Linked DNA regions of Anser cygnoides: region 1 is linked to region 2. The links are chromatin contacts, called in public Hi-C maps. All regions are on one chromosome and are shown on one strand. The core of a region is the stretch at or near the end of the contact, and the rest is flanking DNA. Distances in the headings are between cores, read along the strand shown.

Evidence for each region. Hi-C and Micro-C count contacts between places; a contact is called where the count stands out from the background.
Region 1: a Hi-C map of granulosa cells shows a contact between it and region 2, with 2.1 times the contacts expected there. The contact joins the promoter of COPS5 here to the promoter of VCPIP1 in region 2. A contact is called at or near these places in 3 of 7 Hi-C or Micro-C datasets (granulosa cells and liver).

The regions. Positions count from the first base shown.
Region 1 is chr2:127,374,076-127,376,821 of Taihu_goose_T2T_genome, reverse strand. COPS5 (COP9 signalosome subunit 5) reads left to right here and starts at 1,491. Exons shown (of 8, transcript XM_048061781.2): 1 at 1,491-1,661; 2 at 1,763-1,997. The coding sequence starts at 1,495. CSPP1 (centrosome and spindle pole associated protein 1) reads right to left here and starts at 1,352. Exons shown (of 30, transcript XM_066993065.1): 1 at 1,252-1,352; 2 at 498-683.
Region 2 is chr2:127,226,933-127,229,876 of Taihu_goose_T2T_genome, reverse strand. VCPIP1 (valosin containing protein interacting protein 1) reads left to right here and starts at 1,638. Exons shown (of 3, transcript XM_013172546.3): 1 at 1,638-2,944. The coding sequence starts at 1,785.

The DNA.
Region 1 (2,746 bases), core at 242-2,741, 150 kb before region 2:
ACTTCTTTTAAATTGGAATTTTTCATAAAAGCAACTCCAAATAATCACAAAGTCAACTACATAGACTTCAGCTTGATCAAATACACCAGGCAACGGAAAGCACACAGACATTCAAGAGAAGTCAGGTTTGAACAGAGATGGATACTGGATCTACACCCAAACACAATTAATAATGTATGTCTGCATTCAAGACATTCAAAACACCTATTAGCATATGTATTATTTTGCGTGTATTGTATCTGTTTGCATACTGTGTATATTTTATCACCTAAAGAAATATTCACCTTTTTACTCTTTCTTTTTCTCTTGTATTTGTTCAAGGAAGTGGGGCAGAAGACGTGAAATCAGCCCATGTTATTTAGGCAGATCCTGCCTATTTTGTGCATCAGGAAAGCCAGACGAGGCAATTCCCTTCCATATAAACTGCAGCAAGGGCAGCAGGGAAGTGAAGTGTTTTAAACAAGCTACTATATGTCGTGTGCGGTAATTTTACTTACAGGTTACATGGCCTCATAATTGTTTCCCTCAGAAATATTTTTCAAAGTTTCCCCCGCGCCTCCTGAACCCTGAGGCCAGGCAGCACTGGCTGCTTCTCTCTCCCTTTGAGTAGCATGCAGAAGAACCTCTCGCTGTCAGAAGGATGGTTTGTGTATCTTTCACCTTCCTTTCTTTTTGATTCTTATCTGAAAAAGCACAAAACACCCACGGTCTGGATGCTCACGAATAAACTCCAATTAAAAACAACGTGTTTCGTAACTAGGAAGGGAATTAATGATCAAAGCATCAAGCCGGCAAGCCTCACGAGTTATCTCCTCTCGCCCTAAGAGTTTACCTCCTCCAGAACCCGTCTTTTGGGCCGAAAAGAAAACGATTTGGGGAAACCTTCGGGGACAGAAGAGGTTTATTTCTCCCACCGCGGCAGCTCGGCGCAACGCCTCTCCCCCTCCCTCGGCCTGCTGCTGCCACCCCAACCAAACCAAAACAAACCCAACCCAACCAAATCCAACCCAAGCAAACCAAACCAAACCCGGCCCGGGGCACCCTGAGGCGCTGCGGGGCAGCCCCCTCCCGGCGCGGCGCCCCGTTGTCAAGCAACGGCCGCGCACCCAGCGGCTCCCCCCGGGAGGCCGCCCAGGGCCCGCTGCCCCCCGGCCGGGGACGCCCGAGCCCTGCTCAGCTCCCCGGCCCCCCCACACCACCACCACCACCACCGGGGGGGTGCCCGACCCCCGGCCCCGCCGCCCCGCTCACCGGCGGCCGCCCTCCGCGCCCGTCGCCGCCTCCCCGGAAAGCGGCGGCCGGCGGCCGGCAGCGCCCCCTGCGGCTCCGGCGGGCCCCGCAGCGAGGACGGGCAGCCCGCCGCGGCCGCCGCCCGCTGGGGGCGCAGGGCTCCGCCGCTCCTCCGTGCTCCCCCAGCGGCTCCTGCTTCCGCCGGCGGCCGGGGTGAGGCCGAGCCGGGCCGGGCCGGGCCGGGCCGGGAGCTGGGGGGGGGAGATGGCGGCGGCGGCCGGGGCGGGGAGCGGCAGCTCCGGGAGCGTGATGGCGCAGAAGACGTGGGAGCTGGCCAACAACATGCAGGAGGCGCAGAGCATCGACGAGATCTACAAGTACGACCGCAAGCAGCAGCAGGAGATCCTGGCGGCCAAGCCCTGGACCAAGGAGTGAGAGAGAGCGGGGCCGCGGGGCGGGTGGGCGGCGAGGGGCCGGGGCTCGGTCGGGGCCGGGGCCGTCGCTGAGCGCCCCGGCGGCCCGTCTCTTTCAGCCACCATTACTTCAAGTACTGCAAGATCTCGGCGCTGGCCCTCCTCAAGATGGTGATGCACGCCAGGTCCGGGGGCAACCTGGAGGTGATGGGGCTCATGCTGGGCAAGGTGGACGGCGAGACCATGATCATCATGGACAGCTTCGCCCTGCCGGTGGAGGGCACCGAGACCCGCGTCAACGCGCAGGCGGCCGCCTACGAGTACATGGCGGCGTACATCGAGAACGCCAAGCAGGTAAAAGCCGCTCCCCGCCGCCCGCACGGCTGCCATGCGAGCCCCTGCCCGCTCCCCGTGCTGCTCCGGCGGCCCGGTCGCCGTGTGCCTGCCCTAACGTGGCCGGGGAGCTGCGGCAGGGCAGCAGCACGGCCCCTGAGCACGCTGGTTTCCATGTCTGGAGGTCAGCAGGTGCCTGACTGCTTCCCTTCCTCACAACTTGGGTTGCTCCTTCCTCACAACTTGGGTTGCTCCTTCCTCGCGACTCGTCTTGCTCAGGAGGTGTTTCTGTGGCTGCAGCTGGTGGCTTGTCAGTGGAACAAGAAGGGAGCGTGTTTCTAAAATATCTGACGTGTCTTCTCTAAAAACAGTATGTGAAATTAAATATAACTTAGTAATTTTCTCACCAAAATATTTTATTATTTATAGATCAGGAATATGATACTTGTTTGCACCTTCTTGCTTTCTGAAGTCTCACTGCCTAGCAACTCTGCTGTTCTCTATATTTATAAACAAAACACATTTTTGGAGGAAAAAGCCACTGAAGGAATAAATAACTTCCAGTGCAACCTAATTATCCAGATTTATAATTCAGATATTGAGATAACCGACTCAAAGTCTGGCCCCACTTCCTCACCTTGTACTCCTAGACATGTCAGGTTAAGCCTCAGCATGCCGTAAAAAATCTTGCATGCAGAAGAGTGACAGAAATACAAACGTGCTCTGTGGCCGATCTAGAAACCAGCATGCTGGTATATCAGGGTACCTAC
Region 2 (2,944 bases), core at 389-2,888:
CTCTCCAGGCACTCATCTCCCAGCCTGTGAAGTACCATTTCAGATGGCTTCTGGAGATAAGGTCCGTACCACCTCTGCTCCCTCATTATCTGTGTGTGTGACGCCAGCAGGCGGGATCACTGGCGCTAACACCTCACCCTGAGGCCTCCTGTGTCTCGCTATCTGCAGCTGGCAGCTGGGGCACACCTCCCATGGCCACCGCTCACCCCCGGGGCAGGGCCTGGTGTAGCTGCACGGGAGTTGGCCAGGGAGGACAGGCAGGTTCAGAGATGCTTGTTGAAAAGCTCCATGGCTGGGAAGCCCTTGGGGCTCTCCCCTGTATTGGGTTTACATGGCAAGGTTTTGGTAGCAGGAGGGCTGAAGGGGTGGCCTCTGCGAGCAGAGCCCAGCAGCTGCCCCATGGCAGATCAGAGCCAGCTCCAGCCGGCTCCAAAGGGACCTGCCTCTGGCCAGCGCCAGCGACCAGTGCTGGCTGGTTGGGCCTCTGGGAGGGCCGATTTAAGGAAGGGAAAAATCTGCTGTGCAACAGCAGCTGGGAGAGAGGAGTGAGAAAATGTGAGAGAACCAGCCCTGCAGACAGCAGTGAGTGGACAAGGTGGGCAGGAGGTGCTCCAGGCAGGCAGCAGCAGTTCCCCTGCGGCCTGTGGAGAGGCCCCTGGTGGAGCAGGCTGTCCCCCTGCAGCCCACGGGTCCCACACGGAGCAGATCTCCACGCTGCAGCCCGTGGAGGAGCCCCCGGTGGAGCGGGTGGATGTGGTGGGAGCTGCTACTCTTGAGGGACCCGTGCTGGAGCAGTTTGCTCCTGGGGGATGGACCCCGTGGTACGGAGCCGTGTGGGAGCAGTTCTTGAGGAGCTGCTGCCTGTGGGCAGCCCCCGCAGGCTCAGTTCGGGCAGGACGGCATCCCGTGGGAGGGACCCCACGGGGAGCAGGGGCAGAGAGGGACCGTGAAGGAGCGGCGGAGACGAAGCGACAGGGACTGACCGCAGCCCCCATTCCCTGCTCCCCTGTGCCCCTCGGGGGGAGGATGCAGAAGAGGGTGTTTGAGGGGAAGGTGTTTTTAGTATGATTTTAGTTTCTCACTGCTCTAGTCTGTTATGAGTAGGCAATAAATTATATTAATCTCCCTATGCTCAGTCTGTTTTGCCTATGATGGTACTTAGTGGGTGATCTCCCTGTCCCTATCTCACCCCCTGAGCCTTTTTCGATTGTATTTTCTCCTCCTGTTCCTGTGAGGAGGGGCAGTGAGGCAGCAGTGTGGCGCTGAGCTGCCCACAGGTGTGAGGCCACCCCGCCTGCCACCCGCAGCGGTGAGGTGGCGGCTGGACCCCGCCACCCCCCCCGCCCCGGCGTCAGCGCCATGGCAGCGCCGGCGGACCCCACGGGCGCTCCCCACCGGCAGCAGACTACAACTCCCACAATCCCCGCGGGGCGGCGCAGCCGGCTCCGCTCTCCCCTCCCTGCTCTCCCCGTGACCGCGCTGCACGACGGCCCTCGTAGTCCCGGCGCCCTGCCCTCTCCCTTCCCCGCCGCGGGGCCGCCCTCCCGGCCGGGACTCCCCTTCCCGACGGCCCCGGCGGCGCGGCGCCTGCGCGGCCGGCGGGGAAGTGCGAGCGGCCGTTGCGTTGCGGGCAACGGCGGCGGCGGTGCCGGCGGCTTCCGCGGCGGATGGGGGCCGGCGGGCGGCAGCGGCGGGCGGCGGCGGGGAGCCCGTGAGGAGGAGCCGGGCTGCGGCGGCCGGGGTGGGGGGCGGGGAGCGGAGCGCAGCGCAGCGCAGCGCCGGAGATGTCCCAGCCCCAGCAGCAGCCGCCGCCGCCGCCGCCGTCTCCTCAGCAGCAGGCGCCGGCGCCGCCGCCGGCCGGCGGCAAGAAGCGGGAGCGGCGCATCTTCTCGGGCACCTGCCCCGAGCCCAAATGCCAGGCGCGGCTGTTCTTCCCGGCCGCCGGGCCGCAGGGCGGCGGCAGCATCGAGTGCACGGACTGCGGGCGGCGCCACGAGCAGCGGCAGCTGCTGGCCGTGGAGGAGGTGACGGACCCCGACGTGGTGCTGCACAACCTGCTGCGGAACGCCCTGCTGGGCGTCAGCCCGCCCCGCCGGAGCACGGAGCTCGTCAAAGTCATGGGGCTCTCCAACTACCACTGCAAGCTGCTGGCCCCCATCCTGGCCCGCTACGGCATGGACAAGCAGACGGGCAAGGCCAAGCTGCTGACGGAGATGAACCAGGGAGACATCTTTGACTGCTCCCTGCTGGGCGACCGCGCCTTCCTCATCGAGCCGGAGCACGTGGAAACCATCGGCTACGGCAAGGACCGCTCGGGCAGCCTCGTCTACCTGCACGACACTCTGGAGGACATCAAGAAGGCCAACAACAGCCAGGAGTGCCTCATCCCCGTCCACGTGGACGGGGACGGCCACTGCCTGGTCCACGCGGTCTCGCGGGCGCTCGTTGGCCGGGAGCTGTTCTGGCACGCGCTGCGGGAGAACCTGAAGAAGCACTTTGAGGAGAACCTGAGCCACTACAAGGCGCTCTTCCACGATTTTATCGACGCAGCCGAGTGGGAGGACATCATCAACGAGTGCGACCCCTTGTTCGTTCCTCCCGAAGGCGTGCCGATGGGCCTCAGGAACATCCACATCTTCGGCCTGGCCAACGTGCTTCACCGGCCTATCATCCTGTTAGACTCCCTGAGCGGAATGCGGAGCTCCGGGGATTATTCAGCGACATTCCTCCCCGGCCTGGTACCCCTAGAGAAGTGCATGGGGAAAGACGGCATGTTGAACAAGCCGATCTGCATTGCGTGGAGTAGTTCGGGGCGTAACCATTATATCCCTCTAGTTGGAATAAAAGGTGCTGCTTTACCTAAACTGCCTAGGAAGCTCCTTCCCAAAGCCTGGGGAGTTCCTCAAGACCTCATCAAAAAGTACATCAAGTTAGAGGAGGACGG